Linked DNA regions of Mus musculus: region 1 is linked to region 2. Evidence: chromatin contacts called from public HiChIP or PLAC-seq data. All regions are on one chromosome and are shown on one strand. The core of a region is the stretch at or near the end of the contact, and the rest is flanking DNA. Distances in the headings are between cores, read along the strand shown.

Region 1 (5,507 bases), core at 1,012-3,511, 480 kb before region 2:
AAATTCAAAGTGTCACATGGCAACGCAATTCCAAGAATTAGTTTCCAGTATTTAACCACTATTCCAAAATTAAAGTCTACATGACAGCACTTGTTGCAGGTTATTTACAGAAAACAGGAGCCACCACCATTAAGCCATCTAAACAGCAATACTGCTCTACACATCAAGCATGGTAACTCCATTATTATTTCTTGGTAATACTTGTACTTTAGGCAAAACAGCAACAAAGCCTAGTGCTAATTTACCAAACTCATTAACCAGATATTGGAAAATAAACATTTAACTGTGCTTATAAATCCAAGCTGGATGTCTTCACAAATTGGCATATACATACACATATTATACACCAAAGAAAAGTTGCATATATTCCCTGAAAACAATATTCCTTGGCAAGTCTATCAAAGTGACTAACAAACTTCATTTTTACTGTGTTCAAGTTACACAAACACCTAAGGAGAACACACAAAGTAACTCAATTTTAATCCTTTAAAAAGAGGGTTTTCTTTGATTACATTGATCTCCACATTTATGGATCCTTAATACCATAAACTTCTTTATAATCCACTCAACAGAGCTGTTAATCGTGACCACTTTATGGTCACTCTAAGAAAGACAAATTAAGTGCTTTAGTTTTGCATCTTTTAAGTAAAAGAGCTCTTTTCACTCGGTTGAAGAGTACAAAAAACTTGTCAGAAGCCCCCCAATAATTAGCACATAAAAATTATCCCGAAGAGAGATACAGCCCACTATTGTATTATAAAACCCTGAGTCATCACCCAGCTCACTCAGCAGATTCTGGGGAACACAAATGACATGCCCTGTGCAATCACTTATCGGTAACCATATGCATAAACATAGTCTTACCAAATTATATGTAGCGTACCAAACAAAACAGCAAAAATCTTATATAATAAGTTCTGCCAAAGTAAAGGCGCGCATAGAGCAAATGACCTCTCCAAACTTTTTGCTCCATCATTACTTTTCCCCCGTTCTAATTCTAATGACGCTATAATTTGCGGCTAGTGCGTACGGAAAACAAAAGAACTAACCAACTCAAAACCACACAGTCTGGCCAACAAAGCCCGGGATCAACCTAACAGCGCTCTTCACTATTTGCCTTAGAATAAGCGAAGTCGTGACCGAGGAAATGTCACAACAGGAACATACACTTTTCCTAGAATTCTAAGACAACATTCTCAACGTCTACTCAATCCGAGAATGCGCTGACTGTCCATTTGAAACGAATCGTTTCAATTAAATCCAGGAAGCCAGAACAGCAACCCAGACCCCCAAGAAACATAGTAACACAGAAAAACACACCACACACACACACACACACACACAACCTCTTACTGTCCCTACTTCCTACGGTAAGAAGTGTAAAGTGGATCGACGAGGAAGGAAAAACAAAACAAAACAACAACAAAAACAAAAAACAAACAACAAACCCAAAAAAACCACAGAAGCAAGGACAGGAGTCGCTTCCCCAAAGACCGAAGCTCTCTATCCCGCAGCTCCAAGCGCAGAACCCCAGGGAGAACCAATGGGAGCCGCTCGTCCCTATGCCCGGGTACGCCTGTGGCTCCCCAGAGCCTGGCACGTCAAGAGAAAGGACCAGAACGCTGATCGTGAGAGGCGACCGACAGGACCCAGAAGTCCCACGGAAAGCAACGAGGAGACTGGGTCTCCCCGGACTCGGCCGCGCCCCTGGAATCCTGCACCAGGTCAGCGCCGTCTGGACAGAACAGAGTTGAGCAGCACCAGCAGCGCAGACAAAGAGCCCGGCCCGCCGACGGCTTCAGCCCACTTACGTGGAGAGTTTCCGCGTCCAGAAGAGGCCCCCGGGCCACAGCTCTTGGAGCTGCACGGCCCGGCCCAGGTTGCTCTTGATCTGTGCCAGCTGCAAGTCGGACTCGGCGTCCAGCCGCTCGGCATAGGGCAGAAGCTTGTTGTACACGATCTCCTTCTGCGGGACGAAGGCCCGCGGGCCCAGTACCGGCCGCCCGCCAGGCTCGGGGGGCTCCCCGCCGCCCGCCCGCTCCGGAGCCTCCATTAGCCCGGGGCCGCCCCCGGCCCGACCCCCGGCCCCGGCCCCCGCCCCGCTGCGGGCTCAGCCTCGTCCGCGTCGCCTCGCCCTCGGCCCGACCGCTGGGCCCCCCTCCCGCCCCGGCTGCCCGGCGCGCTGCTGGACCCCGCGCGGCACCCGGTTCGTTGGCGGTGGCAGCGGCTGCTCGGCCCGGACCCCTCCGGCTCTTCTGGTGACGCTGCAGCCGCAGCGCCGGGAGGTTCCGGACCGGCCTCAAGTCACTTCCGGGGCGGGGCCACGGAGGCGGGGAGGAGGTAACCTGGCTGCTTTCTTGCAGTCAGCCGAGTTTGGTGTCAGCGACTGGGGTTGCCACGCGAGGCTGCCGGCGAGAAACAAGAGACCCTACTCTGCTCCAGCAGGATCCAGAGACACGGAATCCGACTACCTCTCCACGCTCAGTATCCTCTCTTCTGGGCCAGTTTACGGAAGAGCAGCTTGTATCCCAGCCGGGGGCGGGAGTGTGGACAGCGAAGCAGTATGAGCACAAAGAGTTCTAGGCCAACCTCTGCTTCCTACTGGCAACAGGAGACACTATCTTTAAAAAAACGTGTATGGAAGAATCTGTATACACAATAGTACCCTGTGTTCCTCTGTCCTTTTACCCCCCACCTTTCTGATATTTCCCCGTCCACCCTCCAAAAAAGTTACTCAACAAATATACTTTGTGTGTCATCTTCTCATTTAAGGTCCCTATAGAAAGTTTAAGAACGCCTAGTTCTGCCCTTAAGGACGTAGAGGCCTTTCCTGGCAACAAACTAATAAATTACAAGATAATGCATTGGTAAATACTGGATAAGTACCGAGATACCTGGGAATTCTAAATGAAGGCATATCACCTTCATAGAAGTTATTTTTAAATTAATCTGTAAGGTTGATGGCAATGTTATTTCGATAAAGAAAGGAGGAAGAAATAATTATCAGCTGACAGAAAAGACTGAGGCTGCAAGCTTGCTTTCTGATAACTCAAGATTCAGGCTGGTTAAAGATTGCTTGCCAGAAGGGAGTGAATACATGTATTGAGACTAAGAAGTAAATGCTGGAGAATTGAGATTGATCTTAAAAATAACAAGAAATTTCTAAGAGAGGACATTGTAACATGCGCCTGTCATCCCAGCATTTGGAAACTCAAGAGCAGGAGGGTTGTAGCTTAAAGCCAACCTGAGCTAAACAAAAAAACGAAACAAAACAAACTAACTAACTAACTGAAAAAACAGACAAGGATTACCAGCTGGTCTATGAGTTCTACTAGTGGTTGGCCTCTTTCCTAAGCTGAGTTCCATCCCTAGATCTTCAAGAAAATATTTTACAAAAAAAGTCACCATCTCAAAAGAGAATGTCTAAAAAACAATAAGCCTAAGGGCAGCATAATAAAATTTACTTTTGTTTCTTTTAGTTTTTGTTTTTGGTTTTGTTTTTTTGTTTGTGGTTTTTTGTTTTGTTTTAGTTTTTTTGTTTTTGTTTTTGTTTTGAGACTGGATTTTACTCTGTAGCCATGGCTATTATGAAACTGCTATGTGTTAAGACCTGTGTCTAGCCACCCATTTTGTGCTGTTACTAATATTATAAGGAAACTTTCTCATGCCCGAGTTGATGGGGCATTCTGTGTTTTGGTGTTCTTGGAAACCAACCACAATATAAGTCAGTTAGAACTGCTTTGTATAGTTAGCAGCAATAACCTTGGACTGGAACCAACCACCAGACAGCACTTCTTGCACCTGTGTATGACCTTTTATGGTTTTTGCTTTTATAAGCTGCCCCTGGAATAGACCCCAACATAAAAGAGAGGCCTACACCAATAAAAGAAGCTATTTGGAATAAGACTTCCATTTTGAGTAGAGATTGAGTAAAGTTTAACTTCCCAAGACGGCCCAGGGAACTGACATCCTACTTGGCAGAAAGAGACATGTACATGGGTAACTAGCATCCTGGTTGGCAAGTTAAGACGTGAGTGTTGAAGTTAAGCAAGGCAAGTCCTCTATCACAGCTGAATACCTCAACCAATAGGAGCTGGATAAATGGACAGCAAAGATATGTTGCCAAGGAAATCCCCTATCCCTAAATACTGATTGGTAAACTAACTTGGCGGGTTTAAAAGCTTAAAAGCTCTGTAGGTGGGTGGGTAGATGGGTAGGAGAACACCCTCATAGAAGCAGGGGGAAGAAAAATGGGATAAGGGGTTTCCAGAGGGGAAACCTGGAAAGGAGATAACATTTGAAATTTAAATAAATAAAATATCCAATTTAAAAAAAAAATAACAAAGGGGATGGGGAGAAAGAAAAAAAGGAAGAGCTCTGTAGGATCTTGGCTCTTCTAAGTCTGGTCTATGACCCTGATCAATCATTCCTGGGTTGAATGATCAATAAACTATGCCTGTCTGACTAAAATCTGTATTTGTGTAGTTTGTGAGGTGACTCGTGGACTATAATACTATGTAAACCAAACTGGCCTTGAACCTTGGGCAACCCTGCAATTTCTGGTATGTACCACATGTAAGAAAATTTCACATTAAAATGTTTTATATTACATTCGTTTCTTTCTATGTGCTCATGCTGTGAATGACTTACAGGGATTGATTATTTGTAGTTGGTCTAATGTTGTTTGTATTTTTATGTTAATTTGGGCCCTCTAAAACTGTTTGCCCCAAAGACAAGTTAGTCTGTAGGTAAGACACTGAGGGTCCCTGCCCCGAGTTAATTCTGATTGGTAAATAAAGATGCCAGCAACCAATAACTGGGGAGAAGAGATGTAGGTGGGGTTTAGGTTTTCTGGGCTTGGGACCAAGAGGAAAAGGAAGGAGGAGAAGCAGAAAGGAGCCTCCATGGAATAAGAAGCATATACAGGAGGGAGAAGGTGAACCACAATGGAATAGCTGAGCCATAAAAAACATGGCCAGTGTGGACTGCATACTCCTGGGCCAGCAGGAGTGAGATCCTGTCTTAAAAAAATACAAACAGCAATAAGAAGGTAGGAGGTCTAAAAATGAGGCAGACTAAAGTCTTGTGCACTAGCCAAGTTTATTCAGAGCATTAGACAGTTTATACCTTGAATGTTAAGAGGAATCACAACAACAAGCCACATATGACAAAACCATGATTTTTTTTCCCATAGGGGACATGAGTAAGAACAGGTGAAGTAAACTCACTCCTATCCACTACACCTCAGAGGAACATGAAAACACATTTCAAGAACAATTCTGTTTTTAAGAAACTGAGGTCACAGACTTTTGTCTTGACTTCTTGGAGTTTTCTCACAAGCACTCAGAATTCTTAATTACTCCGTTCTTGGACTGTGTTCTGACAGTAGGTGCTTTGTTGTTTCCTTGTGTGTATGATACTGAGGACTGAGTGAGGTAAAGTGCTCCACCACCCAGCTACTGGTCTATATCTCCAGACCTTTTTACTGTCTATAAAGCAGCCTTCAA
Region 2 (5,869 bases), core at 2,859-5,358:
CCTGGTCCCAGTTCTCCCTTTCTAGAACCATTCCTGACTACCTCTGGCTTAAGTCACAACCAAAGCAAGCCATCACTAATACCAACATTGCATCATGTCCTCTTATGGCCCTCTGACTCCATGTTTCACAACCTAAATACTCTCCCCACTTTTTAGCTTACACCCAGACATGGCCAATCTTTTGACATTGCACTGTGATGTTGTCATATACTAAGTTCACTCACAACTGAACTACACAATCAAACTGCAAAAAAACAAGTCATAATGTTTTGATAAATATGTAACTTTGTGGGTGGTTTGCATTTGCAGGTATCCTTGCCTACACAAAGCCCAGGGTGACAAGTGACAAGTTCAACATACTGCAAGGGTGTTTTAGCTTTGTTACAAAATTTGTCTTTAATTAGTCTTATAAGAAGTGTGTGTGTATGTGTGTGTTTGTGTGTTAATGGAAATTAGTTGGGTGCAGTGTTCCACACTTATAATCCCAGCACTTGGGAGGTGAAGGCAGCTAGGAGGACCAAAAGTGTTCAAGGTCATTCTGGGCTACATAGTGAATTGAAGTTTAAAACCAGACCAGGATACAGGAAGCCTTCCCTGCCCTGCCCACAAAGAAGAAAAGAAGTGGAAAGGAAGGAAGTGGAAGAGAAGGGAAGGGAAGGGAAGGGAAGGGAAGGGAAGGGAAGGGAAGGGAAGGGAAGGGAAGGGAAGGGAAGGGAAGGGAAGGGAAGGGAAGGGAAGGGAAGGGAAGGGAAGGGAAGGGAAGGGAAGGGAAGGGAAAGGGAGGGAAAGGGAGGGAAAGAAAGAAAGAAAGAAAGAAAGAAAGAAAGAAAGAAAGAAAGAAAGAAAGAAAGGAAGGAAGGAAGGAAGGAAGGAAGGAAGGAAGGAAGGAAGGAAGGAAAGAAAGAAAGAGTGCGCAAATCTGGCAGTACAGATTACAAATTTAGTTTACAATGAGCATTTTTTTCCCTATAAACCCATATATCAAGGAAATCAAATACACATTTCCACATTTCTTAAGGCATGTAATGGTGATATTGACCATTCCCCAAAGACTCATTTGCAGAATGACTATATTCCTCTGGAATATGGGTGAAGTGTTAATGTTCTTACTTGGCGACAAACTCATGACATTCCTCTAACATCTAGATTGGCTGGGTTTCTTGGTGGATCTGCCAGAAATTCCTCACATAACCCAGTCTAGAATTTATGAACTGAGAGGTTTATGATATTTCAGATGGTAGAACTGGCTATTGTTTTGCATTAGGAACAAATGGAGTAAACACAGTACTAGTTGTGACCCAGCTCAGATAGGGGAAAGTGAGCTGGGTTGACAATAATAGTATTCTATGCCTGTGCCAAACAGCCCAGCCAAGCACAGGGCTAAGCTGTGGTCATGATGGCTTCTATACAATATTTCTTCTTTGTAGGGAATTAGAAGAGACTTTGATAAGGATTTTGTCTTGATTTTCCCTCAGTGTGGCTTCATTGAACAGCAGAAGCGCAGGTGAGAAGCCTGACCCAGGCTGCTTATTATCCAGAGCTAGGGCAGTAGGGAAGTAGTTGTGATAAAAACATTATAGTAAGTGCATGCTACATGATGGGACAGACTACATCCTTCTCCAGAGCAAGCCTACTCCTGCTTATCTGAGGACTTCTCTCTTGCCACAAGATAGGAACAGTGCTTGTCACCATTCCTCAAGTCACAGCTGATTAAACAGAACATGGACATCTGACTCAAACCAAGCTGCTTGGGAAGCCACTGGGAATTTAAAGGAGTAGGGTAGGTGGTGTTGAGACAGTGAGGGAGGGCGAAGAAAGGGAGGGTGGGCAAGAGGGAATGGGTGGAAGGAAGAGAAAAGAGAAGTATAAAGAGAAGAGGGGAAGGGAGGGAAGACCAGATGTGGATAGAGAGATAAGAAGGAAGAAAGATCAATTCTTTACTGCTCTCCCTTTTCTGGTTCCTGTTCTTTGGCTGATCTGATCACTGTCTGCCCCATTCTAGCCCTGCCTTCCTGACAGAGCATTGCGTTTTCTTTTCTGCTGGTGTGGAATGTTTCTAGGGTTCAGAAGCAGGATTCCAAAGTTCTTGTATTCAAACAGACAGGATCTCTCTCTTTATTTCTCCTGTGCTACAGCATTAGCAGCTGAGGAGGAGAGAATAATTCAGGAATTAGTGGAACTCGATACAAGGCCTCAGCACTGCCACAATCTGGATCCACAGCCAGTGCCTCCTGTTCCTCAGCAATGAATGCTGGGGGCTTGAAGGTGTTTGTTAGTGGGTGTGGAGATTTGGTTCTATAAATCGGTAGCTTGTCCCTCATTTGAACACCAACAAACACAAAAGTAAGCCCATGGAACATTTTAATTATAATAGACACCACAGGAAATTGTATTTATGTATGGAACCTAAATTTAGAATCCTTGACAGACTGACAGGATTAAGTCCGTGTAAATAGTCCATGCCAGGTGCTAGGAAGTGGCTTCAGAGACAAGAGGCTGGCCATGCATGCAGGCCCCCTTGTTACCCTAAAATTTTGTGGAAGAAAGAGCTTTGCTCTGGGCCAGTTAATTTTTAAGAAGTCTTCATTCCTGGCTAAGAATAACGGTTTTTGAGAGAATCATTTCAGGGCGTCTCCCATTCCCATTCTCTGCCTCCTGTTCGTCTGTAAACAAGGAAAGGGTGTGGCCTGACTTGGATCTGCTCTAACAGTGTTTGTGTAGCCCTGACCGGAGGCAGGAGCCAGTGGGAAAGAGGAAGTGTGTGGGTGGGAGAAAGGAAATCTCTCAAGCTCGCTTGCTCCCCTCACAACCCTGCCCCACCCCGACTTTCAGACTTTCCATAGTTGCCTCTACTCACTTCGGATCCCCTGAAAACCGTGGGCAATGGCTCAGACAGGAATGATAGTACAGGAGTTGTCTAGAGCAAGGATACTGAACTTGGGACATAAGAAAAGCCTTTACTCTCACCCCATACCCTCTGAAGAAGCTTTTCATTATGAGACCCTGGGGCACCACTCTGACCATCTTGGAAGCTTTAAGTAAAGTCACATCAAGAAACATTCTCCTGGAACCTGTATCTCAAGACTCATGGTCCAGGTCAGAGACCAGAATTCCCTGCTGATGACAACCAGCCCCTTTTCTTCCTAACTTAATAGTCCCAAAGATGTATAGGTTCACTGGATTTGGGGATAACCTGGGGTCAGCTGTTTGCAGAGACCATGTCCAAAGTGGACGGTACTGCTGTAATACCCAAAAGCAAGATACAGGAAAGAAGTCTGTTCCACCAGGGGCTGGGGCCAGACTGCCCATGTCTAGTGCCTCTTTATGGTTTGCATCTGAAAATTCTTTTGGAGTGGACTTCCAGCTGTTATCTGACAATGTAAGAAGTCAGAAGACATTTAAATATTAGCTTCATATGTATATTTATGTTTATGTACTATGACCTTGGCTGAAGTCCCTAAGTGTTAAAGGTAGACCATTCCACCCACCCCTTCACATTGTGCAAACTTGGATAAATACTTGGACAACTAAAACTCCATTTTCTTGTCTGCAAACTGAGAACAATCACAATAACACTTATCACGAGCATTTAAATTATAATTACTGCCTTGGCCGTTGGGCAAGTTGGTTTTTTTGTTTGTTTGTTTGTTTTTTGTGCCTTAGCTTTCTCATCTGTTAGATGGAAGGATTCAAATGGTACCTGTCTCCAAGTGTTGTTATCAATAATGTAATAGCCTTATGGCAACATCTGGCAGACAATAAACTGTGAATGTTAGTTGTTATAACCTTCTTCCTGGAATTCAGGACCCTCTGACTAGCTAAAGCACACACAGTGCTTAAGTCCCAGCATTCTGCTTCCAACTGCAACTGTTCTCTCAGCCAAGTGTAATCTGATGAATATAAACTAGGAGTTCTGTCCTGGGATAACCTCCATTCTTGTCTGTTAAAAGGCTTTTGAGAGCCACTTAGAAAGGTGAAAGAAAAACAAACAAACAAAAACAACCTTACATCTGCATCTCTGGGCAGGGTGTCCGTAGTAGCAGAGAGTAGGGGATCAGAGAGGGCTCCTGGCTGGCTCCTCTCCTGAGGTCCAGGGATTGCTTTCTTCACTGAGGAGTTTCTGCAGCCCTGTACATTGGCAGCCTCTCAGGACTGGGCTGGGTTTCGGAATTAGCTTGGAATGTTAATTCCGTAAATGTCTGGAGAGGTTTGAGCCTCCATAAGAAGTCGCTTGCTCATACAGAAAGACACACTAGCCACGGGGAGCTACTAAGTAGCTCAGTTCTTTCACAATGCTGTCTCTGAGAATTAACAGCTCTGTCCTCAGCTCAACACCCACTGCCACTGGAGCCACTGCCTGCAGCTTAGACCCTAGAGCACTCCTTTAGGGTGAGGCATAAGGAGAACCCTGAGGGTGCCACTGGCCAACTGGCAGGTATCTGATTCCAGATCCTCACCTACAGTAATAGCACTGTCTCCTGAAGAACACACGGTAGGCAAGTTCTTCCTCTATCTCGTTCATGCAGACACATTTCATCTCCAAAACCTTCTGTCCCTTAGTCATATGGACACATAAGAAGAGTGTGCCATGCTACATCATTCTGAGATGTTTTTGTTTTACATTTTGTTAAGGAAGCCCTAAGCTAAGGAAAACGAGAGTCTCCCTGTGTGGTTTCTAACAGCAGTCAGAATTTGGAGAGACTTTTTGCTGGGATGTGGTTCTAAGGAATGAGGGGGTCTTCCAATCCCTCTCTCTTAGAACACATCCATTCAAATGCTGCCCAGCCTGGGTCTCCATGTAGGATATTAGGTATTTCCTCCACAAGTTCACTGCGCCACTATTTTGGGCTGTTTGCATAGCCACTTCCCAGAGCCCATGAGCAGCAGCAATCAAATCCCAGTGGCAACTGTTTCTATTGAAGCCTTTACATTCCAGTCCCCTTTTCTCATGGACAACAGCCTTGTGTTCTGGAGTCAGTCATGAGATGATGCCTAGTCTCTTTTAAATGTGCAGCTTCTGAATGTCTACATACACGACAGGAATGGCACCATTCCAACCCTCGTGCTGCCTTTACTATTGTGAACTGCACCTATCCTTCCTAAGGTCCTCTTTGGTATAGAACATAAGTATGTAGGTTGTTTTTCATGCTGTGCTATACAAGCCCAGCAATAAATCATAAAGATATTTATGATATTTCTTAAAGGAAGTAGTTGCTATGTATGACTGGTAAGTTTTTTTTCAAGAGTTAAACATCTCAGCTTTTAAATTCCTCTGCAAAGTATGAAAAGCAAATCAAGTAATCCTATCAAAAGCACTCAACTCAAAAGAATGTGAAGTGCAGTAGTATTTGTAGGGTGTGGTGTGGTGAGGGGGAGATCAAGTCTGATCGTCAGAATTCAGTCAAAATCACCAGCCAATGCACATATTTATAAAATCCTGAGACACCTTCATATAGCTTTTGAGTTGAATATGCTTGTGGTGCACAAACTGGCATGCTGCTTGCTGGGTAGTACAGGGTGAGTATGTGAGTTGAGGGTGTGGGACAGATGTGGTAAGCATGTATCTGGGCATGCCTGTGTTGAACTATTTTCTAAACTTTCTGTTTATGAAGACAGATTTGTTGGACAGCTATGATCATCACTGTTTTTCATCCTTGAGATTCAATTTAACCAATATATAAGTGGCACAATAAAACACATTCTCTGATGTGTCTTCTCTGCTCGGAAGAAATCAGAAGTATTGTTAGCTGTTAGCTTATGTCCCATGAAGGGAAAGTTTTGATTCCACCCTGAATGTACCTTCCGTTGTTTGCATAACTACTTCCTGTTGTCCCTGATTGAAATATTTCAGCTGTATCTTAACAAATTG

Evidence for each region. HiChIP or PLAC-seq counts read pairs in DNA pulled down with a chosen protein or histone mark.
Region 1: a contact with region 2 is called in an H3K4me3 HiChIP or PLAC-seq map of stem cell-derived neural progenitor cells, with 30 read pairs. The contact joins the promoter of Psme4 here to the enhancer-like site in region 2. A contact is called at or near these places in 1 of 39 promoter capture datasets (the C10 cell line) and 7 of 115 datasets of contacts at active chromatin or transcription factors (acute myeloid leukemia, bone marrow-derived macrophages, embryonic limb bud and 4 more).

The regions. Positions count from the first base shown.
Region 1 is chr11:30,768,529-30,774,035 of GRCm38.p6, reverse strand. Psme4 (proteasome (prosome, macropain) activator subunit 4) reads right to left here and starts at 2,261. Exons shown (of 47, transcript NM_134013.3): 1 at 1,812-2,261. The coding sequence starts at 2,053.
Region 2 is chr11:30,288,235-30,294,103 of GRCm38.p6, reverse strand. No RefSeq gene overlaps it. Among named protein-coding and RNA genes, the nearest start is that of Gm8098, 24 kb to the right of the region's middle. Within about 2 kb of position 4,108, at least 54 of the 459 cell types and tissues checked have an H3K27ac peak or open chromatin away from gene starts, as enhancers often do.